Linked DNA regions of Gossypium hirsutum: region 1 is linked to region 2. The links are chromatin contacts, called in public Hi-C maps. All regions are on one chromosome and are shown on one strand. The core of a region is the stretch at or near the end of the contact, and the rest is flanking DNA. Distances in the headings are between cores, read along the strand shown. Region 1 has its middle 51 kb from the start of LOC107962189. Region 2 holds the start of LOC107961637 (20 kDa chaperonin, chloroplastic).

Region 1 (5,304 bases), core at 1,518-4,017, 830 kb before region 2:
CGTATCCAGTGAATTCAAATAGTTTAAACGGGGCTCGATAACACATACAATATAACAATAAGGCATTTATTTATACTTCAAATATCTCAATTATACACATTCTTTTCAATAATCACAAGTATAGAAAAGTTTAATTCTAATTATATGAACTTACCTCGTATTTGCTAGTATAACCGTTGTCTACTCGTCTATCTTTCGTTTCCCCTGATCTAATTCCGGTATTTTCTTATCTTGATCTTAATCAAAGATTAAAGTTGCCGAAACCATGGAAGCTCAAAAGCCCTTATTTCTTTCTCAACTCTCGGCAAGAAGATGGATAGAAAAACATGATTTTAATTTTTGTTTTATTATTATAAACTTAATACATAAATTACCATTATAACCTCATAATTAAACTTAATATATCATATAATTCATGGATATAAATGTCCACTAACTTAAATTATGGTTAAATGACATTATAAGGACTTCCATATTAATAAATCATAGCTATTTAATACCTTTAAACAATAGAACTCAACTTTTATGCTTTACGCAATTAAGCATTTAAACGGTAAAATTTTTTTAAGAAACCTTCACATAATTAATCTATCATATTGTAGACTTTATTAAAATAATAAAATAAATATTTTGACTTTGGATTTGTGGTCCCGAAACCACTGTTCCAATTTGACCTAAAAACAAGCTATTACAGTCTCAATGGAGACCCATAGGTGGTCTAGGAAGAATAGAAAATCGATGAATATGTTGTCGGCTTTCGAAGGTCAATTGTTATACACCTATAATATGTTGTTATAAAGAGATAATTGTTGTAAATTTATCATAAATTTTCATCAAATAAAGAAAGTCAAAATTATGTTAAAAAAAGAAAGTAAAATCAAATCAACAAAATTAAAAGATGTATAACAAGTGTATATTATTATTTTTATACATATTTTATTTTACAGTGTTTCACATGATTAATTACGAAACTCATAAATCTAATATGTTTGATTAATTATTATGGGTTATTAAATTAATTAATGTATCAGGATTTATTAAATTCAAGTAATCAATTTATAAGTTTATAATGTTCCAAATTTGTAATAGAATATTTGATTAGGGAACTTAATAATTGATTGAATTGATATCTTTAGTTTCACTCATTGAATGTTATTTTCATTTATTAAAATATGATTAAGAGATTTTTCATTTGAAATTTAAATATTTTATTAAAATAATATTTAATTAATTATGATTAATATGTTTGTTTATATGAAATAACTATAATTTTACTTAAAATGTTCGAGAATATGTTATTATAAAGAACTGATTTAATAAATGAAGTACTTCATAACCGTTGTTGCTATTATAAGTGAAAAACTTTTATAGAGGGTTAAAATAAACATAGAAAATTAGTTCTACTAGAAAGTTGTTACAGTGAAATGTTGTTAAAATATGTGACAGTTATGGATAGAATTGATTGTATTATGTCAATTTTAAAAACATCAATGCCATCTTTTCATTAACTATTTAACGATTAATAACTAAAAAAATTAATTAATTAAATAACTATTTTATAATTTTTTCATAAATAATAAAACAAAATTACTTGTGTAACAATATAGTTTAGCCTAAAAAGTATTAGAGAATTTGAGTTGTGTGATCCTTAACCGAAAGAGGCAAGGTGGAGCATGAAACGCGTTGACGAAGTGAGGCAAAGGACAATAAAAGCAGAGATGGTCGATGAGGCGTAGAAGCCCCCACGTCAAGTGGGCGCACAATCCATTGGGCCCACTTTTATTTTATCTGTATTTGATTTGTAGGAGTAGGCCGATCCATCTCCCGTGATGTGAAGTGCCCCCAGTCGGTGCTCCTCGCTTACCCTCATTTCCCTTTGTCTTCCAATGCCCACTTTTAAGTTGCAATTAATTAATTAATCAAAATAAGACATAATTCGTGAAACTTGGTTGAAAATTAGGTTGGGGAAAGTAATTTTGAGGGCCATCCACGGAAGCGTTTTGTTTGAGTTGAGCATCAAAGGCGGTCCCCAAAATTAAACTCCAAACGAAACATAGTTTTCCAAATAAATATTAAGGAGTACAATATACGGATAAAACACATGGCCCCTTCCCTTTCACTCATTATTAACAATCATTTACGTACAATGTCAACCATTTTTGTTTTATAACAATCTAAGTTGGAAACAATACACGACTTGGATTATTACATTTTAAGTTTTTTTTTTATTCGACAATCAATAATTATATCAATTTTCAGTTGAAATACTTTAACTTAAAACCTTATTTATAGAACATCAAATTTTTACCTAATTAACAAAATTTTAACTTTGACAGTAATTGGGATCATGTCTACATTCAAATTGCCTCTCTTTAGGGAATTAATATAAGTAAGAATGGTTTTTTTATATAAATTGTAGAACGTAATTATTTAATTAATGGCATGTTGCGGTCATGTCAGATTCCGAATCCGACAAGTACATTATTTGATAAATGAACGAGGCATATTTATTTATAAACACTATATTATAGGAGTTCATTAGTACAAAAAAGAATAATATTATAGGAGGTCATTGTGAATCGTGGCTCCCCCACGTGAACCGGAATAATATATAATATCCAAAACATACGTACACAATTAGATTCCAGCAGTGCAACGCAGATGCAGTCTACAAAATTAAAAGATACATAGATGAGAGAACCAAGTGGGGTGAGCTGCACCTGTCCTAACCTACTATTTACTATTACTATTCTTTGTCGGTGTGACGTGACAATGAAACTTAGAATTCAGTTCCTGGGAGGTCCCACCCTAACTTTGCCCTCAAATCCGAATGGACAAAACCGCCATCTCAAGTTGTAAAAACCAACCGTGGTTCTTCTCTAAAAGGGAGAATTGGAGAAGCTGGGGTGGCTGCAATTGCCAGGAACAGCAATGGAGATATTACAGATAGAACCAGCGCGTTGATGCATGTGTCTACGGCATTAGCGGCTGAAGCCCAAGCTATAAGGCTGGGTTCCACACTTGCGTCTGATAACAACTGGCAGTCTGTGGAATTTGAACCCGACAATCTTGCACTCATTCAATGCTTAAAAAAAAGAACCAGTGCCCTTGGGAGATTTTTGAAATTGTTGTAGATATTCTATCGATAGTTTCTAGACTTAATGATGTATCGTTTAAGTTTATCAAAAGGAACTGTAATGGAGCTGTTGACTGGATCGCAGGAAAAACTAGGATTCATTCTTGTCCATCAAACTGGGCTCAAGTTCCACCTGTGGAACTAGTAACACTCTATTAATCTGGTTCCTACTGAATGAAAGATTTGTTGAAAAAAAAATAAACACTTAGAATTCGGCCTTTGATTGTTTATTTTAGTTAATATTTTGATTACTCATCCATTAAATCATTAGTAAATTGTTGGTATGAATTTTTTTATCAGTCTAATAATAAAATTATCTTTTCAATGTTTATAGATTTTATCAATTCAGTATTAATTTTAAAAAATTTAATAAATTTAACCATCAACTTTAAAATTTTGTCAATTTAATTTTGATTCTTAAAAATTCAAAATTAAAATTAAGAAACTTTAAAATTAAAAATGATTTAAATGTTTATTTCCAGCTAAAAAACACATACACAATTATAAAAATACATGTAAAATTATAATAAATGAATAACCATTTTCTCTTTTTCTAACATGAAATTTGATTGTATAAAATAATTTTCTTAAAAATCTCAGAAACAGTACTTAAACTAAATTCAAATGTTTAAATTTTTTTATTCTATAAATAATAATTTGTTTATTATACGCTGCCTTATTCCTTAACTTTTGCCAAATTTGTCAAGTGTTGGAGTTGTGTTCGCCCACAATTACTGGCACTAATAATTTTTATTCTAAACTCCTTGATTTTCACATCCTTTATTATTGTGCCATCATACCAAGAATCAGTTGTGGAGCTCTATGCATGGCCTTCTACCAATTGGGTATTCAAGACCTTATCCTCGCATATATATTCTCAATCATCTATGCCTTCAAACACAACTTCAAACATAACAAACACGTTCCGGCAACAACTTAAAGATATTAAATCTTACCTTTTTCAACCTTAGGCTATAGTTTTTGACCCAACCTAAACATTGTTGTCGTTAATGTTAAAAAAATGAATCTGTTTTAGTCTTATTCATGATTCCCCTAAATTGCTTTATTTATAGAATTATTATTTTAATAAATAAATGTAAATTTTATTTATTTATTTACAAATATTTTTATAATTTATATGTATTATTATAAATTTTTATATATTTTTATTGAAAGATAAACTTTTAAATATACTTTTTTATTTTTAAAATTTTTAAACTCATACTTAATGTAAACTTGCTTACCACTCAACTGAAGGTCTGGAAAACACTATCAATGAATGACAAAAAAAACTCAAATTGCAACGTCTAAAATGTTGTAAAATGAACTATTTAGTGCACTCTAAATTTAACTATGATAATGAAGGAAGAAGGTTCCTTAAATAGGTTGATCCCAAGCTAAATATGGCGATAGGATCATCCTCCTTGAAACAGAGATAGAATAATAGATAAATATTCTTGAAATGCTTGATACTGATCCCGTAATCTCCTTGCTCAAAACCCTTTTATTAAAGAACCCATAATTTCTGGACTCTCTCATATGTCCGTCACTCAACACTCAGAATGTTGTAACATACTATCAGCAATCAATGCATCAACAGTTTGCACTAACCATATTATTTTCAGAAAAAGAAAAAGTAAAAATTCAATTTTAGGAAGTTGACTTTTGAGCTGTATATATTAAGCACTTGACTGAGTTGATATTATGAGTTAACTGGACACTAATTTAGTTGAGTAATGACGGAAGTGTCCTTATTTTATAAGATAAATTGTATTATATTAAGGGTGTTATTTTTTATATATTATATCTTTTACAAAGCAAAATTAGGAAAATATACAAATAATAAAATTTAAATCTAAATTTCTATAGACTATATTTGTTATATAATTTTATTTTCACGGGATATGTAACAAATTTATTTTTAAAAAAATAAATTTCAATAACCTAATTTTGATTAAATCTAAACAAATTAACAATTCAAAATACTTTTTCTTTCTCTGCGTCAATTTGATGCCTCAAGTCCTTTCCATTTCTATATCTTAGGCTCCTTTGAATGTTTGGTACACACCACTGACATGAATTTCACCCATTTTTTTAGCTCAATCTCACAACAATCTCTCTTTCATTTTTTAGTAGCTACGGTTTTACCCCGTGCAGGTTTGGGTTTT
Region 2 (5,101 bases), core at 1,249-3,748:
ATGTTTGATGTAATAGCTGATATGTCAGCTTCTTTTGAGTGTAATTTTAGCTAAGCTTAAGTCATGCATTAGTGGTAGCAGTTAGACATTAGGAAACTATCAATTTTATTGTAACACATATATACTTTAGCCGGTTGAAATGGAAAGCAAGAAAAATTCATTTCTTCCAAAAATTTCTGCTTTGTTGGAAGTTTCTCTCTGCAAGTCTCAAGTCTTTGAAGTTCAAACTTCTTTCATTCTTCATCTGGGTTTATTACCTTGTTTCTCTATTTTCAGATTGAGCTTCATACTTCATCCGGATTACTTGCTTCTGTTTTCCTCCTTTGCTGTTAAAACCCAACATTGTTCTCTATCCAATCAGGATAATGCCATAAAGACTAGCTTCATGGACGAGCTGGAGAAACTTTATGAAGTTCCAAGTTCCTTGAGAAATCATACTGAAAAATACAGAGAAGCCAAGTTACAAATTACAGCAGACTCTATTAATGGGAATTGTACTAGCATAAAACTATAACAAGAACTTTGACCTGGCGGTGTCTAGGCTCATGGACATCCCATAATATATGTTTCAATGACACCAATCCCGCCACCTTTTACTTTCATAATGAGATCAGGCCACATATGTTTTAATGTCAATAGTTAGCCATTTGCAGAGTCTTTAAACAAATATATATAAATATATATATGTTTATACTAAACATGCTCAGTGCTGCGAGGATAGTGAATGGAAGCAACATTCATAATCTTTCGTTCTTGATCAATGATAATGGCATTAGCATCATATTCAACCTTGACTGCTGAGCATAAACTCGACAAAGCTAAGGCAACCAAGAGAAAAAAACTGTAAAAAATACAACATCGGTAAAACCACGGGCAGAGGAGAAGAAAATTCACTATGTCAAATTCGAATTAATACAAGAGTAATAGACTATGTCTAATTATAGGCTTTGTAAAGTCATATTCTAATAAGAGTGTAGTAAGAAAAGAAGTGTAGTTCTATATGAATTTTATTTATTCAAGTCACTTAATTCTAACAGAAACTTAATCAAATTTTTTGACAGTTTTTTATCATAAAAGAACACTTTTTTTCCTGACACGAATTATTAAGACATATCAAGGACCTATTTATTTTGCAGCAAGAATAACAAAAAAGTAGAAACTTTTTTATGTTTTTCATTGGGAAGCCTATGGCTTAAATTCATCTAAGCTGAGCTTCGATATATTTATAAGCGACCCCATCAAATAAAACACTTACCAATTATTGGCATCAAAAGGATCTCATTATTCTGCAATTTTTTCTATATTTAGGCATATGCTAATCCTTTTGTGAGTATAATTCCGATGGCATTTTTAATTACAGGCATGTCAGTATGAATGTGTTCCTATGGACAACCATAGAGTTCAATCGTCTAACAGGAGCCAAAACAAATTAGTAAACTTCATCAATAGTAAAACTCAATTCTTTTTTTCAATCCAAGTTATTCTTCAAAAAGGTATCACAACTTACGGTATTATTAACCTTGCAAACCCAAAGAAAGTAAATACATTCCATTTCCCATTATGTTTCCTCAATCTACTTGACTTAATATACACATAATATGTTTTTATTTATTTTAGGCTTCATTCATTTTAGCTCCTAAAGTATACTTGTTTTCTCGTTTTAATCCTTATTTTTTTCCCTCAATTTTATACCTTAAAAACACTTGAATTTTCAATTTAATACCTAAAATATACCTTCGTGATATTTTTTTAATCCAATTTTTCTCATAGCCAATTAAAAAAATACCACGAGGTGCCTTTATATACAAAAATAACTATTTTCTTTATTAATTGTATATACACATTAAAAATGTAAAAATGGAAATAAATATATAAAAGTTTAGAATATATATATATATAATCTAGAAAAAAACATATGAATTATAAAATTTATAAAAAAATTAAAAATTTGAAAAGAAATCAGTGGAAATTAATAATATTATTGAAAAAATTTAAAGAAAATTTTAAAAAAAAGTTTAAAGTACACTGGTGAATGATGATTCTTTTTGTGACAAATGATGTTCTTTTTTGCGCCACACATCAATATTTTTTGTGAAGTATACTCTTTTTTCGTTATAATTATGGACCGCTTTTTATGCATTTCAGTACCTATGGTTGTGCTTTTAACTTTGAAAACAATTACTAAATATTCATCTATTGTTGATTTAGCATTAGTTTGATTGATATGAATATTAATGTCAATATAGAAAAATATGAGTTTGAGTGCGTTAAAATGCATTATTTTTTTATTTATGGATTTAAGAGGGACTATACTTTTAAAAAAAAATTCAATTGGATTAATGAATTCAAATCTTAAACAAAAAAATATCCCATATGTTGGATTCGGTTAACTCTAGCTAAGTAGGCCTAAGAAAACAAATAACAAAAACTGGCCGCCATCAGATTGGCCCATAAATTCAAAAATAAAAACTGAACTGAAATAATAAACCTATATCTATACTCCAGTCGTCGGGTACAGCTGGCCATCATAATGATACTGCCAATTCATATCCCCGAGACAGCTGTAAAGCGAAGCAGATCTTCTGAAAAAAATCTTTTGCTTATCTACTTTATTTCCAAAACAGAACCATTTGCTTTTCTTCCATTTCAAAAGTCACAAACTCTTCTTTTCCTCTTTCATTCCGATGGTCTTAGTCGTTTCTTCTTCTCTTTTAATTTGAAAGTTCCCGGAAATTTTTCTCTATTTCTCTTCTAATCGATTGTGGAATCCCTCCCTCTAGGTATTGTTCCTTGCCATTCTTGAGTGCTGCTTTTGCTAATAGATGAGCGCATGTATTTTTTGTCCTTGGGATGAAATGGGATCTGATTTCTTGGAAATGTGTCTTTAGACTTTGAATGTCACCGATAATTGCTCCGATATTTGATCTGTCACGATCTGCACTTTGACATTTTGTTATTATCGTTCTCGAGTCTCCTAGTATGTCCAGAGTATGAAAACCCATATGAATCCCTAATTTTTTTGCTTGAAATCCTACATGTGCTTCCACCCAAACGGAGATGCAACGTTGAAATGAAGAGTTGATTTTAATGCTATGATTCTACCCCCTCATCTTTAACAACTAGGTTTGATGTAGATCTAAAATTTTGTAGGTCAAAAGCCGCATCAAAATAGATAGCCACCTTCGCCCTCTACATGTTCTGTATGGGTCTCGTTTTTGCTTCCAAGATAAGTACTTTGTCCTCTATACCATCCAACTCTGAAATGTAACTGGTAACTTGTTTTGAGATATCTTGACTGGTGCTTGATTTGCCTTCATAGATTAACTTGTTTCTATTTGTCCATATTAACCAGAGTCCGCAACAAAAGATTCTACATTGCTCATTCGTCCCTTGATTGAAAACCAAAGTAAGCCAAGTCCAAAAATCTGGATTGCTATTATTAAGAACCCATGAGAAGTTTAAATGTCTCCACACTTCCTTCGTTGTAGGGTACAATCAGAAGACATGGTTACTGTCTCCTTCACCTTGATGGCATCTAATACACTGATCCTCAACCATTACTCTTCTCATCTTCAGATTAGAAAAAAGTGGGGATGTAATTCCACAAAATTTTCCACATTGTAATTTTGAATTTCGAAGGCATGTATAGGTTCCGCAATTTCTTGTAAAAATTTTTAGTATCGGCCTGTATATAATTACTAGGATTCAATGTAGTATCCTGTAATAGTTTATAGGCACTTCTTACTGAGCAGTTTCTAAATGACTCCCCTCTCCACACCTGAAAGTCTTCATGAGTGGACTTTGCTAACAAAATTTGTAGTATTTTCCTAGCAATATCCGTATGAAAGGTATGGACAATCAATTAACTCTTCCAAGTTCTGTTAACTTCGTCGATTAAGTCAGACACTAATCTGATATTTTCATTTCTGCTGTGATTTTGTATTCTGTCTTCTTCTTTACCCAACACCCAGAGATCGGTCCACACTGATATATGGTCTCCTTTACCAACCCTCCAGCATAATCCTTCCTCCAGAAGTCTTTTTGCTGACCAAACACTCCTCCAAGTAAGTTAAGGTAAGTTACCTAAATGAGCATTTAAGAAATTTGTATTCGGGTAATACTTAGCTTTTAAAATACGGGCTAACAAAGAATTTGGATAACTAATAAGACGCCAACCCTACTTAGCTAATAATGCGATATTAAATTTATCAAGACTTCGAAAACCTAGACCACCCACTTCTTTTAGCGAGCAAATATCCTTCCAAGCACACCAATGAATCCCCTTTTTCCCCTATTTGTTTGCCACCTAAATTTTGCAATTATACCCTCTAATTTCGTGCATAAATATTTAGGAAGCAAAACACACACCATTGAACAGGTTGGTATAGACTGTAAATCAGCTTTGATAAAAACCTCCTTACCTCTTTGTAAGAGATATTTGATACTCTAATTATCTATTCGTTGTTGTAGTCTATCTTTCAAATTCTGAAAAGATTCATTCTTTCTTCTACCCACCAAATTAGGTAACCCTAGATATCTTTCCAGATTGTTTGAGCTTCGTACCTTGAGCACTCTAGTAATTGTTCTTCTATTGTCCTCCTGCGTATTATTGCTGAAAAAAATTGTAGATTTTGAATAATTAACTTTTTGGCCCGAGCAGACTTCATATTCATGTAGAATCTGTTTCAAGGAAATTGCGCTCCTTTCGGTAGCTTCCCCAAACAACATACAGTCATCTGCAAAAAGTAAGTGAGAAACTTACGGCCCACTTCTACTTGCCTTAACTCCTCTCACTTTTTTTTCCTGCATTCCTAGCTTCATAAGACTAGAGAGACCTTCTCCATAGAATAAGAATAAGAATAAGAATAAGAACGGGCTCAACCACCCTTGTCTTAATCCTCTAGAAGGGAAAAAGATTTCCTTATTATACTCATTTAAAACCATCGAATAAGATACTGTAGTAACACATTTCATTAGTAAGGCCACCTATTCTAAATCAAATCCCAATTTCTTCATTATTTCTTCCACAAAATTCCATTCAATCCTATCACATGCCTTACTCATATCCTGATTAATTGCCATAAATCATTTTTTCCCCGCC

Evidence for each region. Hi-C and Micro-C count contacts between places; a contact is called where the count stands out from the background.
Region 1: a contact with region 2 is called in a Hi-C map of leaf, with 1.7 times the contacts expected there. The contact joins the enhancer-like site here to the promoter of LOC107961637 in region 2. A contact is called at or near these places in 2 of 34 Hi-C or Micro-C datasets (both in leaf).

The regions. Positions count from the first base shown.
Region 1 is chrA06:22,375,159-22,380,462 of Gossypium_hirsutum_v2.1, reverse strand. No RefSeq gene overlaps it. Among protein-coding and RNA genes, the nearest start is that of LOC107962189, 51 kb to the right of the region's middle. Within about 2 kb of position 2,767, at least 4 of the 9 cell types and tissues checked have an H3K27ac peak or open chromatin away from gene starts, as enhancers often do. A contact at or near this core is called in leaf, where this site is marked.
Region 2 is chrA06:21,541,045-21,546,145 of Gossypium_hirsutum_v2.1, reverse strand. It overlaps LOC107961637 (20 kDa chaperonin, chloroplastic), which reads left to right and starts at 2,498. Exons shown (of 10, transcript XM_041115858.1): 1 at 2,498-2,780; 2 at 3,151-3,406; 3 at 3,489-3,848; 4 at 3,972-4,074; 5 at 4,661-4,745.